3 separate regions of the Mus musculus genome follow, and regions 2 and 3 are each linked to region 1. The links are chromatin contacts, called in public HiChIP or PLAC-seq maps. All regions are on one chromosome and are shown on one strand. The core of a region is the stretch at or near the end of the contact, and the rest is flanking DNA. Distances in the headings are between cores, read along the strand shown.

The links. HiChIP or PLAC-seq counts read pairs in DNA pulled down with a chosen protein or histone mark.
Region 2: a contact with region 1 is called in an H3K4me3 HiChIP or PLAC-seq map of bone marrow-derived macrophages, with 3 times the contacts expected there. The contact joins the enhancer-like site here to the promoter of Gphn in region 1. A contact is called at or near these places in 1 of 484 Hi-C or Micro-C datasets (embryonic stem cells) and 13 of 115 datasets of contacts at active chromatin or transcription factors (the 230-238 cell line, bone marrow-derived macrophages, embryonic hindbrain and 6 more).
Region 3: a contact with region 1 is called in an H3K27ac HiChIP or PLAC-seq map of extraembryonic endoderm stem cells. The contact joins the enhancer-like site here to the promoter of Gphn in region 1. A contact is called at or near these places in 14 of 39 promoter capture datasets (the 3T3-L1 cell line, 3T3-L1-derived adipocytes, cranial neural crest and 10 more), 11 of 484 Hi-C or Micro-C datasets (the Ba/F3 cell line, the G1E-ER4 cell line, cardiomyocytes and 7 more), 16 of 115 datasets of contacts at active chromatin or transcription factors (the 230-238 cell line, bone marrow-derived macrophages, cardiomyocytes and 10 more) and 4 of 9 other capture datasets (adipose tissue, embryonic stem cells, liver and 1 more).

The regions. Positions count from the first base shown.
Region 1 is chr12:78,224,082-78,228,786 of GRCm38.p6, reverse strand. It overlaps Gphn (gephyrin), which reads right to left and starts at 2,132. Exons shown (of 23, transcript NM_145965.2): 1 at 1,946-2,132. The coding sequence starts at 2,009.
Region 2 is chr12:78,790,277-78,794,981 of GRCm38.p6, reverse strand. Mpp5 (membrane protein, palmitoylated 5 (MAGUK p55 subfamily member 5)) reads right to left here. Exons shown (of 15, transcript NM_019579.3): 2 at 649-737. Among named protein-coding and RNA genes, the nearest start is that of Mpp5, 44 kb to the right of the region's middle. Within about 2 kb of position 2,356, at least 5 of the 459 cell types and tissues checked have an H3K27ac peak or open chromatin away from gene starts, as enhancers often do. A contact at or near this core is called in bone marrow-derived macrophages, where this site is marked.
Region 3 is chr12:78,762,605-78,767,309 of GRCm38.p6, reverse strand. The region is part of intron 1 of Mpp5 (membrane protein, palmitoylated 5 (MAGUK p55 subfamily member 5)); the gene reads right to left. Among named protein-coding and RNA genes, the nearest start is that of Mpp5, 16 kb to the right of the region's middle. Within about 2 kb of position 1,984, at least 5 of the 459 cell types and tissues checked have an H3K27ac peak or open chromatin away from gene starts, as enhancers often do. A contact at or near this core is called in extraembryonic endoderm stem cells, where this site is marked.

The DNA.
Region 1 (4,705 bases), core at 883-3,382:
CAACTGATCACTTATCAGTGTTATCCCTATCAGAGCATAGACAAGAGCTGTATCTTCAGAACCACTGTGTGAAACACCTATTGCTGTCAATTGACCAAAATAAAATAATTAACTAAGTAAAAATACAGGGTAAGAGTCAACAAAGCATGCTCTTCAAAAACAAACCATTCAGCTTAAATTTTAAACATCTAGGGCCTTTCGATTTCTACAGACAGCTGACATATTTTTGTTTCTATAAAATTTCACTTTCACTTATCTATTAATTTTCAAAAAACATGGCCAAAATTAAAAGTTAACGGTGGTAAAGGGTGTGAACACTTACACCACACTGTCAGATTCTTTTAAAAAATCAACACGATCAAATCTAGGAATTGTAAGCTACAACTGAGTTTTCATACAAGGAAACAGTTGCTGCAGGGAAAGATGCACTCCATCTGCATATTCTGATTGGGGGGGGGTGTCCTTCCCTGCAACTGATTTAGATCAGTTTCTTTACTCCAGAGGCGTTGATTCGGAAAAATTCAATAAAATGCTACTAACATCTGCAAATATGCATCATGGAAAGGAAGCCCAGTTACTAAAAATGGGAAACAAAAGCAGGGGTATCCTCTTTTCATAAAAGTCAGCAGCTAAATTAAACACTGTAGTCGGTATCTACTGGCAGAATCAAAGATTTGTTTCTACTTTATAATGAAAGCAAGTTTCATTCAATTTAGTTCCTTCCCGGGCATCATCTCAACCTGTCAGAATTCTACAAGAAAAAAAATTTAAATGAAATAGGGAAGACACTAGGATTCCCTTCTACATAGCTTCTTTTTCTGAAACCACATCACTAAGTCTTGGATTTCCTTTACTCCACAGTAAGCCTCAGACTCCAAATATAAATTCTTTAACCCCCGCTTCTCCGTTCAATTACACTTGAACCATGCCAACTACAGAACCTCAGCCGAAACCCCTACAAATAGGTTTGCAATTCATCTTGGAAGTCGTGCCCTGCAGCAACTGTCTATCTCCAAACTCAGGGATATCACCCAAATACAACGCAACGGAATCAGACATGCAGAGCACACACGACTTCCGCGAGGGAGGGAAACGCGACCCGGGAAAAGTGCGCTCCTCACCAGCCTCAGGACCATCCACCGGGGAGTGAGAATGGGAGGGGGGGGGTGTCCCAAAAGGGAGGGGGAGAAAAGAACCCGACAGAGGGAAATCCTTCCTTCTCAAGGGAAAAAAAAAAAAAAAAAAGGCTGGCTCTCCCGGCCACGGGAAGCAGCCGGTCCTCGCGGAGGAGAAGAGGCAGACAGAGAGGGAGGGCCCTGTGCTAGGAAAGGCAGAAGGAAGGCACTTTCCGGGGTCCGGACTAGAGCCTAGCACCCGGCTCCCGGGGGAGGTGAGGAGTGTCCCGTCGTCTGCAGAGGGGACAGCCGGCCGGCGAAGGGGCAGCAGAGGCGGAGCAGAGTTCGCCTGCCGAACCCCGAGTCCTGTCAGGCAGGTGCCATGGGGCCGCCGGGTGGGGGGGGAGGGGAGAAAAGGGGGTGGAGATGGGATTCCCCCCTCTCGGAAGAGCTTTAGTGGAGGAGGCGCCCGGCCAACCCCGAGCAGCGTGCTTCAGACTGCGGAGCAGGAATCCCGCCGCCCGCACCGGCAGCGCGGAGCCCCGCAGCGCCCGCCGCACCGGCCCCTCGGTCCCCGGGGGCCAGAGACTTTGGCTGCTAGGGCTCCGGGGCCTGACACCCCACCGTGCCTGCCCCAGCTCCCCCGGGGAGCACACGGGAACACCCGAATCCTCAGCAGCTCTCAGCGGTTGTAAAATACACCCCCCGGTCCCCCTCCTCAGCCTGCCCTCTTCCCGAGGCCGCAGGGAAGCACCACCGCGGGCGAGAAACCTCCAGCAAGTCGCGGATAGTAGCCGTTGCGGCTCCCCCGGACCTCCTCCCCCCGTTACCTGTGAGGACTCCGACACGGATTTGATGGTCGTGGTTGGTGAGGATCATTCCCTCGGTCGCCATGTTTCCCAGCGCAGTCACCGCACTGACAGGAGCCAGGAGAAGCCGGAGCCCGGAGCGCGCCGGCCGGGAGCGCGCTTGCCTTGGAGAGCGCGAGAGCGAGGGCGCCCGGGGAGCGCGAGGCGAGCGGGAAGGAGGGGGCCGAGCGCCCGGTGGCCTGCGTGGGGTGGGGGGGAGAGGCCGCGCCAGGAGCGCGCGGGTCCGCGGAGGGGGCGGAGTCGGGCCGCGCGACCCCGAGTCCGGCCGGGAGGAAGCGATCCCGGGGTGGGAGTAGCGGCGGCCTCGCGGAAGACAGAGCGCGGAGGCGGCGGGGCAAGGCCGGCGAGACCCAGAGGCTCTGCGGAGTGAGACCCAAGACGCCTGGATGGCAAGAGACTGAGAGGGGGAAAAGGGAGCACACGCTCTGGAGGTTGCGGGGGCGGACTCGGGGACAGGGGCGGAGCTACACCCCGAGGCGTGCAACTCGTGGAGAGTGAGGGGAGGAGTGCGAGCTTGGCTGCGGAGTGCCGGGAGCGGGAAGGAGCCGGCCCAGCCTAGAGTGGGACCCAAGGAACGTTCCTGGGCGCGCGAGTAGCGCGGGATTGGCTGGGCGGACGCGGTGCGGGTGCGCGCGAGGCACGAACGCAGCCTCGGCGGGCCCCAGACAGAAGCAATCCCCCGCCGAGCCGGCAGCCTCGTCAGTTTTCCGCCGCCTCAGGCCGGCCGGCTCTGCCCGCGATGGAGCCACTCCGGACCAGGTGCGGCAGCGAGGTGGGCTCACCTCCTCTGAAGGCACCGGAGAACCTAGAGGTGGCTTAAGGAAGCGGCATGGGTGGCAGAACGGTGGCCGCTGTGACGAGAGTCCCCTCTCGGGCAGAGATAGGTTACCCTGTGCCGCCCCAGCTGTGACCTGCAGTCAATGCTCCCTCTGACTTCGCTTTGGCCCCGCTCGGTGACAGCCTACCACAGACGTCGTAGACGGAGCTTATGTGTCTGCAGCAGGGCACGTGGAGTGGAGATTCCTCTCTCTCTCTCTCTCTCTCTCTCTCTCTCTCTCTCTCTCTCTCTCTCTGTCGTCCCCTAGATGCTGTGACATTTAAGTTTCAGTGTTTCTGGAATATGGAATTACTCTGAAAATGTGGTCATTTAGTTCTGTGTCTTTCATAAAGTGTTATTAGCCACCTCTATTTTGTGTAGGTTTGCTAAATATCCTTTTCTGGCTTAAGTGTGTGTATGTTTTCTCATTTGTTCACCATAGTAAAACCTAAAAGCAAAACAACAACAAAAAAAGTATCAAAACTGTTTAATAATCTGCTCTTAGTCTAAAATCTCAATTATATGGTTATGTGCGGTTTGTATTGTTCCAGTAAGAACATAGCATTACTCATTCTATTCACTAAAGATTCACATTGTGCCTTTATATAAGAGGACAAAGGAAATGATGGGTGGAGTTGAGAAAGGATAAAATAATTCGTTTTTGAAGATATGTATACTAGTATTTCTGGCAGTGGATTAAATTTGTAAGCCAGATCATGAACTCACCTCCCATAATTACTACCAAAGATCCTAGTGGCAAAACAAGTTCTAACTGGTCTCAAAAAGAGGGAGATTGCTGAGAAAGTATGCCCAAATGTGTCACTTATCTCAAACTAAAGATGAAATAAAAATTGTTGATTACATCATAAGCTTTCAAGTCTATTATAGTCTATGTGGTACATGCAAATTCTATATGATTGGGAAAGTTTCTTAGTATTTAGAACTTCTAAACCTGCCCACTAACAGGTTCCTTCAAACTTTAAAGGTTAATAGATTAAATGGGCATGCCCTCCAACTTAGAATAGTTTATAATTTTTTATGGGAAAATAACTAGCACTTTCACAAATCAATAACAGAACACAGGACTTTCTGCATCTATAATAGTAGTAATGGTGAAATTCATTTTCTTTTCTGTACTGTGGCGTGAACTTTGAGCCTCACACACACTAAGCAAGAATTCTACCACTGAACTAAGTCTCTGATTAATTCATTAAAAGGTAGTTGTGTAGGGGGACTATGAAGTCTTAAGATTTCATGGATTACTACATTTTACTAAATATTAGTACTAAGATTACTGAAAAATAATGAAATTATTAGTCAGTTGTAGATGCTTGTTTTCCAGTTATTCAATACATATATTCCTCTCCCAGATTCCATAAGCTATAACAATTAAAATGTATACAAGAAAAACTTTACTGTCCCCAGTTCCCACAATTTTCCTTTCTGTGACTTCCATTTCCATATTATCCATGGTCCAAAAATATTAAATAGAAACTTCAAGTTAGAAAGTATATATATGATAATATTCCATTGTATACATGTGGTATTCTGAAGGATAAAGAAAGTTAAAGTTCCTCAAGGTAAATCATTCCAAAGTTTTGCATGCACACCATTCTTAGTGTAATACAATCACATGTAATCCCATTTGGTCCTGCCTGCACTGAGAATCATTCCCCTGTTCAGCACACCGAACCGAAGCAGCCATCCCTTAGTCACTGAACATTATCTTGGTCATCAGGGCAGTTGTCCCAGTACCAAGTGCTTAGTAGTAGCAATTCAGCTATGCCAAAGAGAAGCTGTAAAATTCGCCCAACAGTGAAAAAGTAAAAGAGCTCTCTGGTGTTACTAATGAGTACAGTGAGAACTAATAAGGAAAGTCTATATAAGATTTGAGACTGTAAAAT
Region 2 (4,705 bases), core at 1,107-3,606, 570 kb before region 1:
GTTTCCTCATCAGATTCCAATGTATTAAAAAACATTTTCCTTATATATGTCTTATTTTTACATGTCTAGTACAATACGTATGATAGAGAAAATGTCCAAGAAATATCTGTTCAACTGAACTTGGACTACGTTAAGTTCAAAGAGGATGCAGACATCTAAAACAGGGTGACAAGAAACAAGGAAAATATAAGGATATAGTTCTTTGTGCTGCATTTTGATGTACAACTATCCATACAGAAGTACGGAGTGTTGCAGATAACTGGCAATTGTATGATCAAATGATACAGATGTCAGAATTCAAAACTCAATACCAAGAAACAACCATTTGCATCAAAGCTAGGAATCAGTTTACTGGAGAAAATAGTTTCTTATATAACCTTAAGTTTTAGGCAGAGGGAGATGGGAAAGACAGACTTCATATGCATGAATATGTCCATGCATAAGTAAAGTCTAATTCCCATGTCCCCCCACCCTGTTCATCTTCCCTTCTCTTTTCTAGCCTGCAAAGCCCTTTGACCAGCAGCTGGAAAGTCTCATTTCAAGTGATCAGCGTTCTCCTGACATTTTAAGAGGCTGGACTATGTTTCCATAGAAACAGCCTTGTCAGCTAATACAGAACTCAGGCCAAGAATAGTGAAAAGAACTTACATTATTCAAACTGGAAAATCTTTTCTTCTATCCTTATTTCTCTTCTCTGTTTTTTTCCTCTCCCAATATTCAGGTTAGCTTTCTTTTTTCTGCAAAAACAGAAAAGGAAATAATTAACTAAATGTAAAAGTATGCAACTAACCAAGTGTAAAAGTACGCAGTGTTTTGTGGAGAAGCGAAGAAAAGGTTAATTCAGCATAACATTCATTTTTGCAGGTAGTTAGGAGTTTTTGTAGTTATAAATGCATACTATCATTCCATTTATTGACAGATATTACTTAAAATCAATGTTGTTATATATTAGTGTTACTGAAAATGTTAAGTAGTGGGGATGGAGAGGTGAGATGGCTCAGCAGTTACTAGTACTGGCTGTTTTCCAGAAGACCCAGATTAAATTCCCAGCACCCACAGGCAGCTCACAAATGCCTGGAACTCTAGTTCCAGGGGATTCAACACCCTCATATACACATAGATGCAGGCAAACACCAATGTACCAATCTTACCAGTTCCACTCTTAGGTATAAAACCTAAAACATACACATCATCTACACAATACACAATCTGTACAACAGTACAAAAATATCTATGGCAGTATTATTTAACATAGTGAAAGTAGAGAACCTACAAATGTCCACTAACTGATGAATGTGTAAATAGCAAGGTATGGATACATACATGAAATACTGAATAATGAAGAGAAAAAAAGAAAAGAAGAGAAGAGAAGAGAAGAGAAAAGAAACACTAAAACAGGCTATACCAGAGATAAACCTCAAAAACAAGTTTTAAAAGCCACTGGGCATGATGACAGATGCCTTTAATCCCAGCAAGTGGATCTCTGTGTCAGATCAACCAGGGCTATGTGAGACCCTGCTGGTTTTGGTGCTGAGTGAGTGAGTGAGTGAGTGTGTGTGTGTGTGTGTGTATGTATGTGTGTGTGTGTGTGTGTGTGTGTGGAATGGGGAGGGAGCAGTTAGTTCAAAGGAAATGATTCCGTTGGTAAAGTGACTGCCATGAAACAGTCATGAAACTGCCAGGTTCTGAGTTCATATTCCCAGAGCCAACATAAAATGTTCATCATTGTAGCGAGGGTCTAAAAGGCCAGAGTCTAGGGAGTACCGAGACAAGGGGATCCTTGAAACTCATTGGCCAGCCAGCCCAGACAAATTGATGTACTCCAGGTTCAGTTACAGACCCTGTTTCAAAAACTAAGTTGGAGAGGGATTTAGGAAGACATGAGACACTGATCTCCACTTACACATACAAATGTATATGTGTATACTCATACAAACATGTACAAACATATACACCAAAAGAAAAAAAGCAAGTAGCAAAATCCCACATACTATATGATTCCATTTATTAGATGTCTAAAATTGGTGGGACTATAAAGATGGTAGTTAGGAAGGTGGGTAAGAGAATTACAACTGATTGTGTAGGTTTCTTTAGGGAATGATATAAATTATTGGTGGTGTTCATATAGTTCTGAATATACTAAATGTTAACGAATTATACATTATCATACAGATCCGTGAACTGTTGGCCTATGAATGATATAAAACAATACAGTGAAGTAACACTAAAAACAACTGTGATTGCTAATCTCAGTTGTCAACCTGACACACCTGGAAAGGGGAAACCCCAATTGAGGAACGGATTCCAACAGATTGGCAATTGTTAATTATAGTTCATTAGCAACAGGGTAGTTCCACTTTTGGGTAGCTGGGCTTGGGCTTTATAAGGAAGGTAGCTGTGCACAACTAGGAGAACAAGCTAGTAAGCAGTATTCCTCCTAGATTTTTTGCTACAATTCCTGCCTTTGGGTTCTTGCCTTGAATTCCTGCCTTGTCTTCCCTTATTGATGGACTGTAAAGTGTAAGATGAATAAAACTTTTCTTCCACTAGGCTGTTTTTGGTCACTTATTTACCAGTTATTTACTAAACAACAATAAAATCATTAAAATTAAAAAGACTAGATGTACTAAGCACTGAAGGAAGGTATGGAGAAACTGAAACTATATCTGGTAGTTTATGGGACTTAATTCTCTTCTTCTACTATGTGGGTCCCAAGGATGGAACTTGGATTTATAAAGCTTGCCAGCAAGCACCTTTATCTACTGGGTCTTCTCTTCAGTCCTACATAAATTATTTTTAAACCTCACTAAATTGAACACTTAAAATCAAATTTAAATATAAGTTTTGCCTATTTATCAATTTCAAAGGAAAACAAAACCTTATACACCTAACAAGGCATCTTAGAGCTGGGTATACAGCCCAGTCACTAGAATTCTTCCTTAGTATGTATGCAACTCTGTGTTCAAATGCCAGGCAACACGCCTCACCCCCAAAAAAATATAAAAAAAGAAAGAAAAAAGGAGCTATCCTTGTTATGTGTAATCTCTGTCTGTCTGTCTCTCTGTGTGTGTGCTGTGTGTTTGGGGAGTGTTTCAGACAGACTCCTGCAGCTTATGCTGGCCTGGAACTCACTATGTGGCTGACGGTGATCTTGAACTTCTAATCATCTCATCTCTACCTCTCAAGTGCTGGGTTTATAAGTGTGTGCTACCTGCTGGGCAGAAACACTTTTTTAAAAAGGCTATATTCACATCATATAAAGACCCTATTTACCTGCTGAGGATGTAGCTTAATATGGTATATCATGCATCTAGCAAGCATAAGCCCTGGACTCACTCCTGAACACACATGACTCAACTTACTCAACAATACTTAACTAGATGCATGAGTTGCAGTTTCACAAACTTCTACTTAACAATGAATGACTCCTTCGTCCCCTTCTCCGGAAAACAAAAACAAAAAAACAAAAACAAACAAAAAACTCCACAAAAACAAAAAACAAGGATCTAATTATATCCAAAACAAAGTAAATACAAGTCAAAACTGAAATACAGGGAAGTTAGTCACATGAGGCATTAACTCAAATTATTACTCAATAAAATAAGGGCACAAATTTAAACAAAAATCAATCTTCAAGAAACAAATGAAAAAAATCCTTTTGTTTTTTTGCTTTGAGACAGGGTTACGTGCAGCCTAGGCTGGCCTAGAATCTGCTATGTAACTGAGGCAGACTTTCAATTTATCTTCCTGCTTCCTTTTCCTAAGTGTGTGGACTACAGGCATACTATTCCCGGCTGGGAAGCTGGTTCATAATCACCAAAGTAAAGACACTTTTGTGGTTGTTTTGAGGATTTTTTTTGTATTATTTTTAATTATGTGTATTTATATCTTTTTTTTTTTTTTGGTATATGCACGTGTGTGCCTATTTCTGTGGTGGCCAGAGGCATCAGATCCTTGGAGCTGGAGTTACAAACAGTTGTCAGCCATCTGATCTGAGCACTGGGAAGAGCAGTACATGTTCTCAAGCACTGAGCCACCTCCCTATGCCAGGAAGCCTTTATAAAGAACTCCTCTGAAGTAAACTGAACTTTAGCCCACTAGTAACTTAAAAGGTCAAGTACAAATAACCTGGGCTTACTTTTTAAGTAAAGCACAGTCTTGTAATGTCATCTTTAAAATTCTACATAGTTTAGGTTTCAGATAAGAGAACATTTATTTATCATCATATAATTGCATTCCAAAGAAGTTATTGCTATTTGCACATCATTAAAACTATCTTAAGACACACAATGCTGCTTAAGTTTATAAATAGTGGAAGCAAAATTCCATTTTAAAAAAATTTTAGCTGGGCACCATAGTGCACACTAGCATTTGGAAGGTGATGGAGGAGGATCGAGAGTTCAAAACATAAATGAAGCTGGGCATAGTGGCTCATGCCTGTAAATTCTTGAGTCTTAAAACAAGAGGATCCCTGAGTCTGGCCAGCCTCAACAGACAGTTGTGAGCCACCTGATATGGGTGCTATGAGTGAGCCTGATCCACAAATTGAGGATGAGTCTCAAAAAAAAAAAAAACAACAACAACAAAAAAACAAAAAACAAACAAACAAACAAAAAAAAAACCAAAAACCCAAAAGTGCAAAGTAAAAATCCAATTAAGAACTCAAGGAGGACTAAGGGTAACATCTATCTTAAAGCCATAGAAT
Region 3 (4,705 bases), core at 735-3,234, 540 kb before region 1:
ATTCAAATACTCCTATAAAGTTACTAAAACAAATTATTGATAATTATCTAATCTATTTAAAATATATCTAATTATACTGGTAGTCAGAAAGCTGACTCAGTAGAATCACAAGTTTGAGGCTAGCATGGAATACATAGTAAACTTGAAGCCAGTTGGGGATATACAAGAAGACTGTCTCATACCAAAAAAAAAACCCAAACACCAAAAAACAACAACAAAAAAACCAAAACACCAAAAAAAAAAAAAAACCAAAAAAACAAAAAAACCCCCACAACAACGATAAGAATATTTTAAAAAATTTATCTAAATACAACTCATTTATCATATTTAATTCAACTATCATCATCCTTCACTATACCAAATCTAGCTCATATTCTATTTCCCACTTAATTTTAACTTTCATGGAGAGTCCAATATATACCAGGAACTATGTCTTTTACTCTTGATGCACCATCTCAGTTAACTTTCAAAATAAAACCCCTGAGTTAATCACCAGTATAAGTTTATATTGATGTTGAAAAAATTAATTCAGTACATATGACACTACCACTTCAAAATTTTGGCCAACCTAAAACAAATATAATTGTCATTAGGGAGATAGCCCATTACATTTGTATGCAAGCATAAAAACCTGAATTTGATCCCTAGAAGAGAGACACACAGGTTCATGGGCTTGCTGGCTAGACAGCCTAGCCTAATTGGTCAGCAGCAAGCCAGCAAAAGACACGTCTCAAACAGTAAGATGGACAACTCCTAAGGAACAATACCTGAAGTTGTCTGGTCTCTACATACATGGAACCACAAATACACATAGAGTTAAGAAAAAAATGAATAGAACTGCTTTAAAATGTCAAATTCTTGTTGAGCAGTGGTGGGCACATGCCTTCAAATTTCAGCACTCTGGAGGCAGAGGCAGGTAGATCTCTGAGTTTGAGGCCAGCCTGGTCTACAAAGTGAGTTCCAGGACAGTCAGGGCTACACAGAGAAACCCTGTCTCAAAAAACCAAACCAAACCAAACCAACAACAACAAAAAATATAATTTCTTAGTTTATAGGATTAAAAAGAATTCAACATTAAGTCAAAGTTAAAATTTAAGCAAATAAAAATGAGATTAAGCATATAGTAATGTTCTATCCTGAACTATTTTTCACAATATACTTTTTTTAAAATTTCTTTTAGATTTTATGTGTATGAATGTTCTTCCTCCTGGTACCCATGACCTTAAGAGGCTTAAATTCCCTGGGAGTTAGATGGTTAAGAGCTACCACATTGGTCCTGGGAACTGAACCTGGGTCCTTTGCAAGAGAAAGCAAGTACTCTTTACTACCAAGCCATCTCTCCAGCCCCACTAAATACCCAACATCAAATGGTCTCTTTCTCATTCCTGGAGATTCTCTGATTCTTCAGATAGCAACTGAAAGTCTTACAATTCTCATCTACCTCCATCTCACACAGTATGGTACAGGTCTCAAGACTGCCTCCAATTCAGATGTCAGCCTTATGTCCTAAATCTCCTGTAATTCTGATCATGCAGCGATTTATTAACCATGAATTCCCATAATCCCTTCCTCATGTTTAAAAATTTATCAAATGGCTAAAGAACTCAAGAAGGCATTTTGCATATAATCTCTGATTTACATAAAAGAATACAACTTAGGAAATCCAAATGGGAGAGATGCATAGGGGAAAGCATGAGGGTAAGAAGATAGTACGTTCTTGTGTCTTCTCCAGGTGCACATACCAACAGAAGACTCTGAATGCTATCATTTAGAGTATTTTTAATGTAAGCTTTATTTTCACAGCATGATTGATTTAATCATTGGCTTCTGGTAATTCTACTCCACCCTAACTCCTCAAAGGTACAGAATTAACCTGTAATCATGCCTTGATTTTTCTGGTGGCCAGTCCCAACCTGAAGCTATTTAAGGGTCCAGGCAAGAAGTATGTCATTGCAACAAAAGACACTCTTATCACTAAGTAAATTCCAAGGGATTTAAAAGCTCTACGTCAGGAACAGAGAACAAAGTCCAAACACATTTCTCATTACATCACAGCCACACTAAACAGTAAGATACTCAGATAAAAAGACATTTGTTTCTACCCGCATCGAGCTTAATTAGTAATCTGCTCAAGATCCTTTGCTCTAATTCAAGTATATTTTAAATACCAAGTAAGTTGAAGGGTCTTTCTTCAAAATGATAATCTTACCAAAAAGACAACATTAAGTAAGTCTTAAGTAGGCTTCACTACAAAGAAAAACTAGGGTTTGGGGTTAAATGAATTTCTAATCTTCACTATCACAATATGATTTTGAATAATTAATTTGAACCTCAATTTCCTCATTTCCCAAAGAGAGAGTACTGATAAAAACTTGGAAATGTGGTTGGTGATACTTAAGGAATAGATATAGAGGCAACCACACACAGCTTAACACATCGAGAGATGAAACATTAAATACCACTTGAATTAAGAGTTAGGGGAAAGCAAAAGGCAATTTTTATTTAGTCACAGTATATATTCATATTGCTCTAAAACAATAAGAAACAAAGTGTGTGAGAGAGAGAGAAAGAGAGAGAGATGGATGATTATGGGGGCTAGAGAGATGCCTCAGTGGTTAAAAGCACTGGCTGCTGATCTTTCAAGGACCCAGATTTAAAACGCAGCACCCACATGGTGGTTCACAGTATCTACAATTCCAGGGGGTCCAATACCCTCCCTCCTCTGACCTCCAGAATACAAGTGCACAGACACACGTACAGGAAACCACCCATACACATAAAAAAATTGAATTTTTTTTCAAAAAGGTGGTTATTTTTAAGTCTCCAAAATCCTACTAACTTTCTTTTGGCTAGCTGTTAAGCATCTATTAATTCCTATTAAGTGAATCATTTTCAAAAATATTTAAAGGTCACATGTATTGTCCTTAGATAGGTAAGAGTCTCATGGCCTAAGCTCCTATGAATCCCTTTGATACTTCAGTATGCATGTGTTTCAGAGGAGGAGATGAAAGAACCATCAGATTAACAAAACTCTGCATTTTTGTTTTGTTTTTCTGATAGAGTACCTTGGGTCTCAGGCTGGCCTCAAACTCTCTATGCATCTGAGGATGACCTTGAACTTCTGACTATCTTGTCTCTTCATTGTGAGTGCCTGAATTACCCACCACATTCAGTTTATGTGCCGCTGGGAATCAAACCTAGCACTTTGTGCATACTAGTTAAATACTCTATTTACTACATGTCAAGCCCCAAATTATTTTCTAATGCTAAAATTAAAGAGCTGTTTAGGAAATTTTTTTCTTCTAGGGTTATCAGTCAGGAAATATTTTGTGTTTGATATTCCAGGGCACAGTTAAATAAACAGAAAATAATAGTTTCAACCCTCAGCTTACAAATGTTTTACAAGGAGGGGCTGGCAAGATGGCTGAGTGGTGAAGAGCACTTGTTGATCTTGTAAACAACCTGAGTTCAGTTGCAAGCACCCACATGATGGTTCAAAACCACTTGTAACTCCAGCTTCAGGGCATCTGATGACTTCTGGCCTGCATGCATGTGGTGCACATATACACATACATACATACATACATACATACAAGCAAAACACTCATATACATAAAAACTTTTTAAAAATCTAAAAAAGTAAAAACTCATATATTTGTTATAAAGAAAGAATATATATAATGTTATTTAATACTGTTATAGAGTAACATATTAAGAACATGCTAATGGCAGCAGTATATAGACAGGTTTTTTTTTTTTTTAACTTTTTTGTTTTTTGGAGACAGGGTATCTCTGTATAGTCCTGGCTGTCCTAGAACTCACTCTGTAGACCAGGCTGGCCTCCAACTCAGAAATCCGCCTGCCTCTGCCTCCCAAGTGCTGGGATTTAAGGTGTGCGCCACCACCGCCCGGCTGACAGTTTCTTGTGGAATCAGAGTAAACAAAGGGAATCTGACTTAGTTACTCATGTTTGGTGAGACTGGTATTGACCCAGGGCCCTTAAGAATGCTAGGCAAATAGCCAGGGATCCACCCCATAATCAGCATCCAAACGCTGACACCATTGCATACACTAGCAAGATTTTATTGAAAGGACGCAGATGTAGCTGTCTCTTGTGAGACTATGCCGGGGCCCAGCAAACACAGAAGTGGATGCTCACAGTCAGCTAATGGATGGATCATAGGGCTCCCAATGGAGGAGCTAGAGAAAGTAGCCAAGGAGCTAAAGGGATCTGCAACCCTATAGGTGGAACAACATTATGAGCTAACCAGTACCCCGGAGCTCTTGACTCTAGCTGCATATATATCAAAAGATGGCCTAGTCGGCCATCACTGGAAAGAGAGGCCCATTGGACTTGCAAACTTTATATGCCCCAGTACAGGGGAATACCAGGGCCAAAAAGGGGGAGTGGGTGGGCAGGGGAGTGGGGGTGGGTGGATATGGGGGACTTTTGGTATAGCATTGGAAATGTAAATGAGTTAAATACCTAATAAAAAATGGAAAAAAAAAAAAAAAAAAAAAAAATGCTAGGCAAACATCATATCGAGTGACATCAAAAGCCATCCTGCTTCTATAATCCTTTGAGGATTTAACTCTACTAAATATTTAAGTTTTAAATATTCAGGTTTTGCATAATTCTTTTCAAGATGTGCATAAATAACTAGAGATATCAACAAGCTTATTTCAAAATATATAGACTAAATCA